2 separate regions of the Canis lupus genome follow, and region 2 is linked to region 1. Evidence: chromatin contacts called from public Hi-C data. All regions are on one chromosome and are shown on one strand. The core of a region is the stretch at or near the end of the contact, and the rest is flanking DNA. Distances in the headings are between cores, read along the strand shown.

The links. Hi-C and Micro-C count contacts between places; a contact is called where the count stands out from the background.
Region 2: a contact with region 1 is called in a Hi-C map of skin fibroblasts, with 2.3 times the contacts expected there. The contact joins two enhancer-like sites. A contact is called at or near these places in 7 of 9 Hi-C or Micro-C datasets (amygdala, blood, liver and 1 more).

The regions. Positions count from the first base shown.
Region 1 is chr3:74,176,042-74,179,946 of UU_Cfam_GSD_1.0, reverse strand. The region is part of intron 2 of LOC119876151 (a long non-coding RNA gene); the gene reads right to left. Among named protein-coding and RNA genes, the nearest start is that of TLR10, 37 kb to the right of the region's middle. Within about 2 kb of position 2,221, at least 5 of the 20 cell types and tissues checked have an H3K27ac peak or open chromatin away from gene starts, as enhancers often do.
Region 2 is chr3:74,602,746-74,606,345 of UU_Cfam_GSD_1.0, reverse strand. No RefSeq gene overlaps it. Among named protein-coding and RNA genes, the nearest start is that of TBC1D1, 280 kb to the left of the region's middle. Within about 2 kb of position 2,000, at least 9 of the 20 cell types and tissues checked have an H3K27ac peak or open chromatin away from gene starts, as enhancers often do.

The sequences.
Region 1 (3,905 bases), core at 972-3,471:
AGAAAGCTTTCCCTGGCCTAGGTGACTAGCTCACACCTCTCCTGATTGGAACTCGGGACCTCCTGGGGGCTGGATAAACCCTAAGGGAATGGGCTCAAATGCCCCCTTTCTAGGACTCTATGCCGGCCACACACTTTGTATTGTCACATTCAAGGCTTTAGACACTCAGATTAATTCAACTGATTGGGTTACACCTCTCTGTTTACATTTAGTTGCAGGTTATACTCCAAGGCACCTGGTGAGGCAGGGACTGGGATTAGTTTTGTGTGAAATCCCCACAGTTTTGCATAGTGTCTCAAGTCTCCCTAGGCAGCCATCTACAACACACCTTGGGGGGAGTTACCCCTGCAGATAGCAAATCTCATCTACTACTTTCTCCCTAATTTCTTGTTGGTAAAATTTACCCAACCTCTCTTCTGGAAGCTGGTTGCAATTTTCCAAAGCCACTACTTAGACGAGGCCTGTGCCCAGAGGGGTGTCTTTCCTTTCCTCAAACCCTTACCAAATCTTTCTAGTCCTTCAAGGATTAATTGATAACTGATCAATGGATGGTCAATGTCTCCCCCAGTTTATTCCTTTCTTTCATCTTACGATGAGAAAAAAGTTTTTTTTTAGAAAAAACTTTTTATTTCAAAGTTTTATTCATTTATTTTAGAGAGAGAGAGAGAGAGAGAGCAGGGGGCAGGGGCGGGGTGGGGGGTTGCAGAAGGAGAAGGAGAATCTTAAGCAGGCTCCATGCCCAGTGCAGAGCCCAAAGTGCAACTCGATCCCACGACCCTGAGATTATGACCAGAGCTGAAATAAGAGTTGGACACCAACTCTTAACCAACTGAGCCACCCAGATGCCCCATGTAACAGTTTAGTTTAAACCTCAATCTAGATGTGGGGATTTCAGGCAACACAGGATAGTTAGTTAGTTAACACAGTTAGTTAGTTAAGGCCCTCAAAAGAGGTAAGGAAGTTCAAGAAGCTGTCCAAATGGAATTGCAAGCCAAAAGGGTCTTTAGATTTGTCAAGCTGTTTGATCACAACACGGGCTTTTCTGTTTGCACATTGGCCAGTGAGCTCCTTGTGGGCAAGACCAACATCTGGCTCTGGAGGTGAGTCCAGGACCCAGCTCAGTGCCCCATGAGAAGAGCTCTGCAAGCGCTTATGAGCTGAGCAAATCAAATTGGAATGTTTCAACCAATTAAATAAGGTCACAGCAGCTTGGCTCAAAGCAAGGCACTCGATCACGGTTTCTTCGGGTGATGTTGCTAAATGAGAGGCAGCAAGACACACTGGTTTTGGATCTAGAGATTGAGATTCAGAATCAGATAATCCTGAGCAAATCCCAGCTTTGCTTGCTTCTTTGAGTGGGCCCTAAGCCTCTCTGTAGAGGGCTTGTTTCAGGATTGTTATGAGTATGGCATGAAGTCATGCATGTGAACTTTACATTAGCAACTGCTAATACTTGCTCAACATTACCTCGGGCCAGAAACTATTCTAGGACTTTCTCACTTCATCCTCCGACAACCGGAGGAAGACGTTTTCTCTTCTTCTTCCTCCCCTTCTCCTTCCCCTCCTTCTTCTTTTACAACTTATACTTTATTTACTTCATTGGAAGCCTTCTTATGGTACATAAAATGTTTTAAATAGTTGACCTCAGTCTTGTTTACACTGACTTCAGTGAGTTCTATTTTGATTTTCTGCGCTCATGACTCTGCTCAATTATTACTGATGCCAGGTGGTCTATTTTCTCTCAGGATCAAGGTGAGTATTTTCATATAAAATCTTATTTTGGGGGCACCTGGGTGGCTCAGTGGTTGAGCGTCTGCCTTTGGCTCAGGGCGTGATTCTGGATCGGGTCCCACCTCAGGCTCCCTGCGTGGAGCCTGCTTCCTCCTCTGCCTGTGTCTCTGCCTGTGTGTGTGTGTGTGTGTGTGTGTGTGTGTGTCTCATGAGTAAATACATAAAATCTGTTTTAAAAACATCTTTTTAAAAAAAAAAAATCTTGTTTTTCATGCATCCTCTGGCAATTCTTTCCTGGATTCCTAGCTTTGCATACTTACACCTACACGGACCCGGCATCCTAACGTCATCAAGGTAAATTCCCCACCCCAATATCACATGGTCTAATGGCCTAATTCTATCTTCCCCTTCCTGGGCTCCAGCATGATGGCCTTGGGTTCCAATGGGCACCTCCAGGCCTGCTGTCAGCAGAAGTGCCTTAACCACCGCCCTTCTTACAGAGGAGGATGTTGAGGAGCAGAGAGGCTAAGCAATGTCCCTGAAGTCACGCAGCCAGTGAGTGGTGGTTCCAGGACTCACACGCAGCCGAGGTCCTAACGATCAAGGGTGTGCTTGGCGTGCCACATGTGGTTAATAAGGACTCAGGAAAACTAATGCTAGTCGTGTTGCTGTTGTTGTTGTGTGCGAGGAGCTGAGAGCCTGAGTCTTACAGCTGCTCCACAGCAGAGCAGGGCCGACAGGTGGCCTCAGCACTTAGACCTGGGTCCCTCCTCTGCGGCCTGTCCTGGGCACCCACACCCAGTGTCCTCACCACACCCTGGTGCTCTTGCACGCCAGGAGCTCTGGCCACACCCTGCCCGCTCCCGGAAGGTAAACAGGGCCATGGGAGAAGGGACGCATTGTTGGGCCTGCAGTCCCGGCCCCAGAGGCCATGCCCTCTGCCTTAAAATCACCACAAATCAATAACAGTAAAAGTCAGGATTGAGGCCCTCTTGCCCTTCACCTGACCTCAGGCCCAAGCCAGTAAGTCACCAGGATAAGTGCCCAGGGACCCAATTCCAGGAGGGAGAACCTCTCACATGGCATCTAGTCGATGACCTTGAGGAGGTGAGGAGGGGTCTTGTATTCTTGGGGGAAGACAGGAAGTTTGCCAAGGTCGCCCAGAGCCGGGGAGCACAAACACTGCCCTGGTAACAACAAAGTTGGCAATGGTGACAGAGCGCAAGCTTCCTTTGCTGAGCAGTGCTGGCCTGAGTTTGGTCACAACAGCTAAGACTTATAGAGTGCTTCCTACGTGCCACACACCGGGCTTCCTCTTAACACGCCCTCGTCCACTGCTCCACGACCCTGTGACATGCATTTCATTACCTTCAGCGCGCAGGGAGAAAGAAAGGGTAAATAAACTTCCTGGGGGCTGCCCAGCCCATGGGAGGGAGAACTAGAATCTGAAGCCTGGAGATGTCTAGCCCCTCCCTGGAGGCTGGCATCAGGTTTTTTCTCTCTGTTTTTCCTCTCCTTTAATTTGAATCGGGCTTCTTATACTAAAAGATACTGAGAAAAGGGATCACTTGGAGGGGCTGGGGTGAGGGTGCCCTGCAGGCTGCTAGGGGGATAGGGAGGATGGGAGAAACTGGTCCGCTCTAGGCAATCAACTCTGTTCCTGCTTAAAAGCTGCCCCACCCCCCAGTCTTCTTGGAGAGTACTATAAGGGTGGAGGCAGTGCCTGAGCCAGGGGTCCCGACCCCCCCACCCACACCACCGACCCCAGTAGAGCTATTCTCCTCCCACCGCTGTGAAAGGTGCAAATCGTGTCAAGACTGGTCTCCTCTCTATCATAAGGTTGAAGTTTGGCCTTTTCCGTTGCTCCTGTGTTCTAGTTCCTAGGAAGCATGGAACAAAAGTCACTAGAGGAAACACCTCAACAGAAGTTCCAAAGGGCAGTGCGATGCATACGGCACGGGCTCCACCACCTAACAAACCAGGTGGGAGGGCCTGTATGTATGTTCAAGGCCACCCCGAGGGCTGGGGCCCGTTTGAATCAAATGCTTTCTGAGTGTGGCGAGAAAAATCCCTGCCTCTGATGTCTGGTGGTTTATCTGGAGCCGGGGAGTGATGCTATAAGCTTGGGGCTTATGCAGGTCTGTTAGGCTTGTGGTTATTCTCAATGCCCATTG
Region 2 (3,600 bases), core at 751-3,250, 430 kb before region 1:
ACCTGCGGTGGCGGTGTAAACCTCAAATGGTGGCTGGCACCTAACTGGCGATCATTGCAAACTCGGCTTGGAATAGCTCTAAATGTTGGCTTTGTGGGAGCGATCCCACTGTTTTCCACTCTGGTATTGTTGATGGTGCCCAGTGGCCTCCTCTTTGCTGGCATTTTCCTCAAATCAAGGAACATGGCAGACAGCGGGGGTGAAAGGAAAATAGGACACGCTTACTTGAGGAAGGGTTTTGGGAAGACACTAACTGTGGTCAGACTCCGTCAGCAGGCCTAAATAGGAGTGTGGAAAGCCATTCGTATATTCAGAGGCCAAGCTCTGGGCTCCAGCCATCTTCTAAAGGCTTCCGAGTTTTCAGACTGGGTAAAACTTGCTTTTCTCTCACCCAAGGGGTCAACGGGGAGCTTCCGCCTCCATGGAGGAGAAGTTCTATTTGGCAGGATGTGTTTGGAAGGTCCAATAATCATACTGAGTAGAAACTGAAGACACTAGTTTAATGTCAAAACGTGTGACTGTTATAAACTATAATGCGCAATTTGCACAATCTTAAAACATGAAAATAAATATCTGAGAGATTTTTTAAAAATAGTTTATTTATTTATGAGAGACACAGAGAGAGAGAGAGAGAGAGAGGCAGAGACACAGGCAGAGGGAGAAGCAGGCTCCATGCAGGGAGCCCGACCTGGGACTCGACCCCGGGTCTCCAGGATCAGGCCTTGGGCTGAAGGCAGGCGCTAAGCCACTGAGCCACCCGGGCTGCCCTATCTGAGAGATTCTATGCTACCTGAGACTAATCGAATGTTATATGCCAATGATATTTTGATTAAAAAATTCATAAAAAAATAAATTTCACATTTGTGCTGGATTTCTGACTAGCCCTTCACAGATTACTGCTGTTTTGAATTACTTGTTAGAAAAATTTGAGCCAGGTGACTCCTACTTTTGCCTCGAAACCCACCTCCTGTCTCCCGCCCTCTGCACACCTTTTTTCCCCTCTACCTGTTAGAGGTTATCACCACCTTCTCCATATGGTGCAAAGTCTGTAACTCTACTCTTGTACTTATTCCACACCAGTATAACTTATTTGTTTATGCATCTAATTTGTCTATAAGACTGGATACCCTTTGAGGGCAGGAGTGACTTTTATTCACTTTTTTTCCATGTGCTTTGCATTGGGCCTGACATAGAGCAGACCTCAGTAAGAGTCAGTTGATTAAAAGCAATTATTTTTTTCTTTTCGGTTTTGTTTTTTCACTTCTTAAAGGACAGCTGAAGAATCCCAAATGCTCCAAGTTGCTGCTCCCTAAAATCCAAAAGGAGAATGTTAGTGTTTTTTTGTTTTTTTGTTTTTTCTGAGTCAGCTCAGAAAAGTCACTCTGAGTGTGACTCTGAGTGTGTCCAGCAAACAGAGGAGTTGCCCTGGCAGGGGGCTCAGGGAGGGGTTGCCACTAGGTCCCGGCCCCTGGGTGGGAGGGAGAGAGGAGGGCATGGAAGGAGGGGCGAACCAGCAGCTGGGCCAGCTGTAGGGCCTGCCGTCTGCTCCCTCCTCCCAGGCTCTTTGAACAGCTCTGTACTTAACAGCCACTTGGACAAGCCCTGGCATTGTTTGCCTCTGGTGTAGGGTCAGAGGCCTTATAGGAATGGCATGATTCTACTTCCTTAAATAGCGACTTGGGAATGAAATGAGTAACCATGTCTTTAATTAGCCATACCCTAGAGGCCCGGAGGGGGCTGGTAAACAGCGGGCGCCCAGCCAAGATCAGCACTGTGCTGCGGGTACTCCGTCCAGGCAGACTTAGTGGGATGTTTTATTTGCCTCACCCCCCCCAAAGCGATCCTGCCGGCCCATCCTCCATTCTGCCCTCATCTCAGCCTGATAGGCTGCTCGGGGTTGACAGAAGGGAAGAAGGAAGGAAACCAGCTAACTTTTGCTGAGCATCTCTCGGGCGCAGGCTCTGGGCCACACAACGGGAAGAGTAGAGTGGAAGGTCCTAGAAGCCCGGGATGGCACCCAGTGGAGGGTGGTCGGTGCAGTGCAGTCCCAGAGCAGGGTTAAGAAAGAGGGTCCCAGTGACCAAGAGGTGTTTCTGAGTAATGTTAAGTCCTTAACCCGTCGGTTGAAGCTCCGTGAGTGGAAGCCACAGGGGCAGTCCTGAGCTACCCTTAACGCAACCTCTTCCCTCTTGTGGCCTGAGCCTCCCCGGACACTCTTTCTTCAACACCTCCCCCCCCGCCCCCGCAGGGAACTACCCCGATCCAGGCAAGTTTTCCTTTTCTATCCTTGAGATAACATCCTCCTGGCCTACTGCACACGCCTCTTATCTCTTCAACACCTTCTTTGCCTCCGTCTCTTCATTTCTCTCTCCCAGCCTTTTGATTCTGTATCACAGAAAAGAGAAGAATAAATTCTGGCAAGGGAGACCTCTAGCCCGAGAGGAAGGAGAGGATGGTAGCAGCCAAGTGGGAAGAGCCTTCCTAGCTGGCGAGGAAGGGGGGGACAGGCTGGGAGTCCTCAGAGCTTGAGCGTCCCTCCACTGTCCCCCAATGCGTAAACAATACGGCAGCACACGGTTCTGAGCGAGAGCACAGCGGAAGTCACGGCCACGCTCCCTGAGGTGCTGAGGGATGGCCTCCCAAAGCCAGAAAGCCTGAGGTGAGTCTGGAGGAAGACTGGGAGCTCACCACCAGGCCAAGGAGGATGGGATTTCCATTCAGAGGGAGCAACAGGGGCGCCATCCCCTTGGACACAAGAAGAAAAGGTGGAGTCCCTCAATGGACTGTGTCTTCTCTACTCTCTTTTCTAGGTCTAGACCTCCAGGCTTTCTGGAAGTGCAAGTGATTGCACTTGAGGGGCAGGATCCCTTCCTTTTGGCTGTTGATACTGAAATCTTAGATCCAGCAGGGACCTTGATGAGGGTACGTTAATGAACCGGCAGGGCAGGGTGGACACAGGTCCCCGTCTTCCCCAAGGACGGAGAATGCAAACGCACACCTCCGTGGTTGGGAGGCAAATGAACTCCCCCGAGGAAGGAGAGAACACCCCGGGCAGGCCTGGGCTGGGCAGGGCAGGGCTGGCTTTGCCCAGACCAACTCTGGGACAGTTAGGAATGAGAGGGGGAGCCTGACTATAAACAAGCCTTTCTCTGCAAGTTCTTTCGGCTTCCTCTTTCCTCAGCCCCCCATTCCTGAGAAGCTTAGTCTTAAGTGGCATTCAGCCTGGGCTCAACCTGTCCCCGTTTCTTCACTTGCTCTACCTCTTACCTCTCGCATTCTTGTGCTTCTGGGGTATTAAATGTCACGTTGTGCTGGAATTGTGTTGTCAGCTGCCAGTTATGGGAATGGATTTGCTGGTGCTAACGGAGCACCCAGAGCTCTGCAGGGCAACCTCCGGGGACACGAAGTAGGGTCCCCAGACCAACGGCATCCCCTGGGAACTTGTTAGAAATGCAGATTCCGGGGCTCGAGCCCAGCCCTACAGAACCAGTGGGATGGTGCAGGAGAACACAGCCATTTGTGTCTGAACAAGCCCTTTGGGCATGTTCTAGGTTTGGGCTGGAGGGTTTGTGCTCCGTGGTTGCTTACTGACTCGCTGTT